2 separate regions of the Mus musculus genome follow, and region 1 is linked to region 2. The links are chromatin contacts, called in public promoter capture Hi-C maps. All regions are on one chromosome and are shown on one strand. The core of a region is the stretch at or near the end of the contact, and the rest is flanking DNA. Distances in the headings are between cores, read along the strand shown. Region 1 holds the start of Dnajb3 (DnaJ heat shock protein family (Hsp40) member B3). Region 2 holds the start of Dis3l2 (DIS3 like 3'-5' exoribonuclease 2).

Region 1 (2,879 bases), core at 219-2,718, 1.5 Mb before region 2:
CTTCCTTAGACCCTGGGTCACTTTGAAAGGAGTTTTCCTCCTCTTTGGCTCTCCTGATTAGTCAAATCCATCTACCCTTTCCTCCTAATGAGGACTCTATTACTGTTTATTGCATGTTTACCAAGTGCCAGGCCTAGAGGTTCAAGTTCAGTCACTGGGCGTGACATAAACTCAAATGACTGTTCTGGCATACTAGAATTTCTGATTAGACCTAGTACCCTTCATGATAGAATCTTTAAACATTTACTGGTTAACCATTTCCTTTAGAACTAAGTAATCTTTAGAGATACATGTTGCCTCACCACTGATCAAATAAGGTAATACAGTGGTTTTTGTTTGTTTGTTTTTTAAAAAAAAGCCCTCAAGAAAGTGGGGATAAAAGCAAGTGTCAAGCAAAGGCAGAAGGAAGGCCAGAGTCATACTACAACAGTATTAGTGGCAACAAGAACATTTCACCTAAGGTGCTTCAAAAACAGCCACAAGTTCCAATTATTTTTGTTCAGAACAACAATGGTTCTCCAAGTATAAACTAGAACCCTGAAGATCCCCCAAGGACCTTTCAGAGGAATGTTACAAGGTTGAAACTATTTCCATTAACAGAAATATTAACTTTTAAAGATCTAATTTTCTCATAGGCATATGGTGGAGTTTTCCAAAGGTTACTCTATGAGATCAAAATAGATTGCAGAAGAATCCAGCTCTATGAAGCCCAATGCTGGAGTGATTTGAAGAACACAAACACACATCACCCTTCTGAAGTTTTGTTTTGAAGAAGTTATTTTCTCAGAACATGTTTTATGCTAGTGTGTATTTAATAGATATGTTTTTCATTGCTTTACTTTCTCTTAGAGCCATATAAATGAAAGGGGGGGGGATGTCCTATGGCCAAAAATGTTTAAGAACCTGAGTCCTTCACAAGCCACTGTCCTTCAGACCAGGCTCAGGGTCAGACAAAACATAATCCTGACAACCTTCCTAATTTCCTGCCTGGCTGACGAAAAGACAGCTTGGGGCAGGGCACAAAAATCCATTTAAAAAATCCAGTTTTGTGAGGCACACTTGTGCCACAATGCACGATGCTGAGGCAGCAGGGCATTACTGCAAGTTTAAGGCCAGTCTGAGCTACACAGCCGGGGAGAGAAGGGCGAGCAGCATCAGGAGAAGAGGGAAAGGAGAAGAGTGAAAAAAAGGAGAGGTAGAGAGAAGGCGAAGGTGCGGGGAAGGGTGAAATAGTACTTTTCTATAGCAGCCAGAGTCAAAGCCTCTCTCCCCTAAGTCGTCCTTTGTTCGCCCTACCATAGGACAACCCAATCACCACTGCAAGGATACTAGACTCGGTCCTGTCTTTAAGCGTCACTGAGCATCTCTGGGAGCACAACGGATCCCTGGGCCCTCCATTCTGATAGGCTGAGGCACCGCCCGCCTCCGCCAATGAGAGACGTTTGCGTCACAAGGGAGTGTGGCGCCGGCCGGTAGGCGGGCGTTCAGCAGCTGCCACCGCCGCTCCAGCGCCGAGGCCGCGGGCCGGCCAGCCGCCATGGTGGACTACTACGAGGTGCTGGGCGTGCCGCGGCAGGCCTCAGCCGAGGCCATCCGCAAGGCGTACCGCAAGCTTGCGCTCAAGTGGCACCCGGACAAGAACCCCGAGCACAAGGAGGAGGCCGAGAGGCGGTTCAAGCAGGTGGCGCAGGCCTACGAGGTCTTATCGGACGTCCGCAAGCGCGAGGTGTACGACCGCTGCGGCGAAGTGGGCGAGGTGGGCGGAGGCGGCGCGGCGGGCAGCCCGTTCCACGATGCCTTCCAGTACGTCTTCTCCTTCCGAGACCCCGCGGAGGTCTTCAGGGAGTTCTTCGGGGGCCACGACCCTTTCTCCTTCGACTTCTTCGGGGGAGACCCCCTTGAGAACTTTTTTGGGGATCGGAGGAGCACCCGTGGAAGCAGAAGCCGAGGGGCTGTACCCTTCTCTACCTCCTTTACCGAATTCCCAGGATTTGGGGGTGGCTTCGCTTCGTTAGATACTGGATTCACATCCTTCGGTTCTCCAGGAAACTCGGGCCTTTCTTCTTTCTCCATGTCTTGCGGCGGTGGGGCGGCAGGCAACTACAAGTCGGTGTCAACCTCCACCGAAATAATTAATGGCAAAAAAATCACCACCAAGAGAATCGTTGAGAATGGTCAAGAAAGGGTGGAAGTGGAAGAAGATGGAGAGTTAAAGTCCCTGATAATTAATGGCAAAGAGCAGCTGCTTCGCATCAATACTCAGTAAAGACTAAAGTGTCTTTTAAGGACTATCAGGACTTTTTTGTTTAAACGCGTTTTCAAGGGAACTCTACTTTCAGAACAACTGTATTCCAGACATTATATGCAGCTCATGTCGGTGCCTCTTGTTATTGTTGGGATCGCAGGGATAGGATCTCTCTTGGTCTTTATGCCTGTTGTAAATATCTGTATGCCTTTGGCACTTATTAAACTTAATCCTGAGGCAGACCACTGTTATGTTCTAGTGCTAGGAAACACTGTTCACAACACCTAAAACCACACAATCTCCATTTTGTTGAACATTCGACTCAGAGCTTTCCTTGAACTTTATAGCTCCACTTCCCCACATGCGCACCAAGGTGAAAGATGGGCATATATTGAGTCTTTCGTTTAAGATAGCTAAGTTGAAAAGAGTGGCTTTTAGTTTACCTAAAGTCATGCTGACATAGGAACAGTTGACTACTGTTTAAATGAAAGGCTAAAACTAAGCAGCTAAACTGAAGAAAGTAGACTTAAGTATATTCTTGTTATTGCTGCAACAAATTACCACGAACTTGGTAGTGTGTATATCACACTTATTCTTCCCATGTTTTGTAGAAGTCTGAAATTCACTTCAATGG
Region 2 (2,880 bases), core at 188-2,687:
AGATAAAACATAGTAATTGGTTGCTGAGTAACCATTGTTTTTGCTGTCTCCTGACACAGCGCCTGCTACACATTAAACACTCAAAAATAAAGAATATCAGTCAAAGAGCAAAATTTCCACAAGACTCTTAAGTCTCACGTATTAAACAGTAACTCTGCTTAAACTGTTGTGTTTTACATAAAAATAAGACTGACTGCAGAAGCAAAAGATCTAGACGGGGTAAGAACATGGTGTGTTCTTAAAGAAATGGATCAGGATCAGAGTGACTTTAATTTTTTAAATAAGAACTAAACCACGTGAAAACGTTTCCCAAGCCCTAAAGAATATTATTTACAAAATTATTTCATTCGCTCAGTTCCCTCCAATACATAGTGTATCTATCCTTTAGAGGCAAATCAACTATGTTCCTAAAAGTCCCACCCCCTAACCTACTACACAGCACTGAATACCTACCACATAGATTGTATTTAATCATATGTCATCTTCTTGTTTTCCCAATGGTGGAATGTGTACAACCTCGTATGTCTTCTAAAACTTATTTCAAGTGCATTAACACTACAGGTGCTTAGTACTGAAACTAAATGATACCATTTTCAATGATGAATCTCAAAAGGCTCCTGAATTTTATTCCTAAATAATTCTGCAAATTGTTCACAGCTATGTTTTCACGCCATCATTCTATTAAGAACAGCAATGTCTAAGGTCTTTTTGGTGTCACTTGTCCAAACTCAAAAGAGGTTTTCGGTGCCACTGTTATCTTTTGAAGTGTAAATCAGAGATATATTTACACCTGGCCCTATTTAACGGAGTAAATTTTACTTGCAATCTTTCCCAAGATTAGTCAGGTCCCAGGACGTCCCTTCTGTATAAAACTGGACACCACAACAGCTAAAATACAATATACTGTCCACAGCTCATTCCTAACTGCAAAGCTAACTCCCGGGGAAATAAATGCTCGGTTCAAAGCGTATAGACACCTGATAAAGTCTATATCACTTTGGAAAGCTCGGGTGATCAGCAAGCGCTGCCGCTCATCACTCCGGAGGCACCACAAGCCTATCAGCCTCCATCAGGACCCACGAGAGAACACGTCCCCAGGTGCCCCAAGCCTCGGAAAGTCGCGGCTTCCCAGACACCGACTCCAGTCCCCTCTCCCTCCTCTCGCACTGAACTGAAATATAAAAAGTTAGGGCCCACGGGGCGTGAGGAGCCTGAGGCCGGGTCGGGGCCGGCGGAAGGCGACCAGAGGCGCCGCGGTCGGGCGCCCCGTGAGGCTAGGACGCACGGTCCCGGCCGCGAAACGCGGCGCGGAGGGAAGGCCAGGCCGGACGGCCGGGGCGTGCGCAGGGGGAGGGGGCAGGAGCCTCACCGTCGCTCCCGGGAGGCCGGCGGCGCCGCAGACCCGCAGTTGCTAGGGAGAATGCGCTTCCGGGTCACGAGCGAGCGTTCCGAGAGCGACGGTGGCCGGGTTGAGCCAAGAGCGAAGCGCGGGGCTAGTGGGCGGTGGAGGCGGTGGTCGCTGCAGGACCACGGGATTGAATGAGGGGCGGTACGAGGCTCATCCCGCGTGGGCGGCTCCCGCCTTAGCGACAGCAGCCTTTCTGACTGGGGTCCCTCTCGCGCTATCTGGATCCTAAACCCACCACCCAGCCGTTGTCACGTTGCAGGTTCCACCTGACTTTTGGATGCTCTCAGCACCAACGCCACCACCTTCCTAGTTACCAAGTCTTTATTCATCCAAGCATTGGCCCATCACTCCTTCACTGGACACCTGTACAGGACTAGGTGCATTGTTGGCACGCGCAGGCTGGTAACCAGAGAGGTGACAGTGTCCAGCTAGCTCAGATGAGCGAAGGAAGCTATAAAGCCTGTGCGAGAAAGGCTAGCCTAGGCAAAAGAAGAGAAGAGCAAAGAAACCTCAACCAAGTGGAGGGGGAGAGAAAGTGGGTCAAGCCATGGAATACCTGCAATGTGGTGTTAAGGCTGCAGGAAGGCAGCATGGCCTGATAGGCAAATGGATCAAAAATTGAAAACATGAGGACTCTGAACCACAGAGAAGGAAACCCAAAGAGCGTCCTGGGAAGTATGAAAAGGAAACAAACAAACAAAAAAAGTTAGTGAGGAGCTGGTCACAGCTGCCAACTGTTGTGGAGATCATGTGTTCAGTGATGCCAGTAGAATAATCAAAATTCAATACTACAATGTCAAAGTAGGGAGTGGAGTGCACTTCATTGGACTGTGAGTCTTTTCATGATTGGTTTAACCAGCTGTCTACGTGTGAAGGAGGCAGCTTCGTTTTTCTCCATGTAGCGTCAAGAAAAGAAGATATGGGAAACTTCTGGATTTCTTCCTGCTTTAAGAAGCCCCACCTTGGTATAACTTCCATGCTTGCTTAAGGAATGAGCCTGCGGATTCTTATTTTATTTTATTTTTTCTCGCTCCTCCTCAGATCCTTTCAGAACCCTTAGACAAACTTGCGTGTAAGCAAACCTTGCCTGTTCTAACTGCAGAGAATAAATGGCAGAGGTTTGGGGATTCTGTGACTAGTAAGCAGGATAGTGGAAACAGGGATGGGGAAATCCAGTAGAGACAAAGAACAAAGGATTGGAAAAACAAACAAACAAACAAATGGGGTATGGGTGGGGGGCAGAAATGGGAGGTGAGCTAAGAAAACCAAAAATAAACTCAAGAATAGAATGGCAAGGACAAAGGAAGGAGAGTCAAGATCATTAGTGTCTAAGACCACATTTTGACTGAACATCTGGTGTGAAGGCTGAGTGCATGTACTACCATGACTCCTAAGTCTAGTGAGCCTGTCTTCCTCATGTGAGCTGAAGGAAGTCCACAGCACACTTTGTAGTGGATGGGGGCTAAGAGCCT

The links. Promoter capture Hi-C pulls out the DNA fragments that hold promoters and counts their contacts.
Region 1: a contact with region 2 is called in a promoter capture Hi-C map of embryonic stem cells, with 5 times the contacts expected there. The contact joins the promoter of Dnajb3 here to the promoter of Dis3l2 in region 2. A contact is called at or near these places in 3 of 39 promoter capture datasets (the C10 cell line, embryonic stem cells and pre-B cells).

What each region holds. Positions count from the first base shown.
Region 1 is chr1:88,204,337-88,207,215 of GRCm38.p6, reverse strand. It overlaps Dnajb3 (DnaJ heat shock protein family (Hsp40) member B3), which reads left to right and starts at 1,468. Exons shown (of 1, transcript NM_008299.3): 1 at 1,468-2,484. The coding sequence starts at 1,538. The coding sequence ends at 2,266. The region is part of intron 1 of Ugt1a10 (UDP glycosyltransferase 1 family, polypeptide A10); the gene reads right to left. All of the region lies in intron 1 of Ugt1a9 (UDP glucuronosyltransferase 1 family, polypeptide A9), which reads right to left. All of the region lies in intron 1 of Ugt1a8 (UDP glucuronosyltransferase 1 family, polypeptide A8), which reads right to left. It also overlaps Ugt1a7c, Ugt1a6b, Ugt1a6a, Ugt1a5 and Ugt1a2.
Region 2 is chr1:86,702,361-86,705,240 of GRCm38.p6, reverse strand. It overlaps Dis3l2 (DIS3 like 3'-5' exoribonuclease 2), which reads right to left and starts at 1,437. Exons shown (of 21, transcript NM_153530.2): 1 at 1,370-1,437.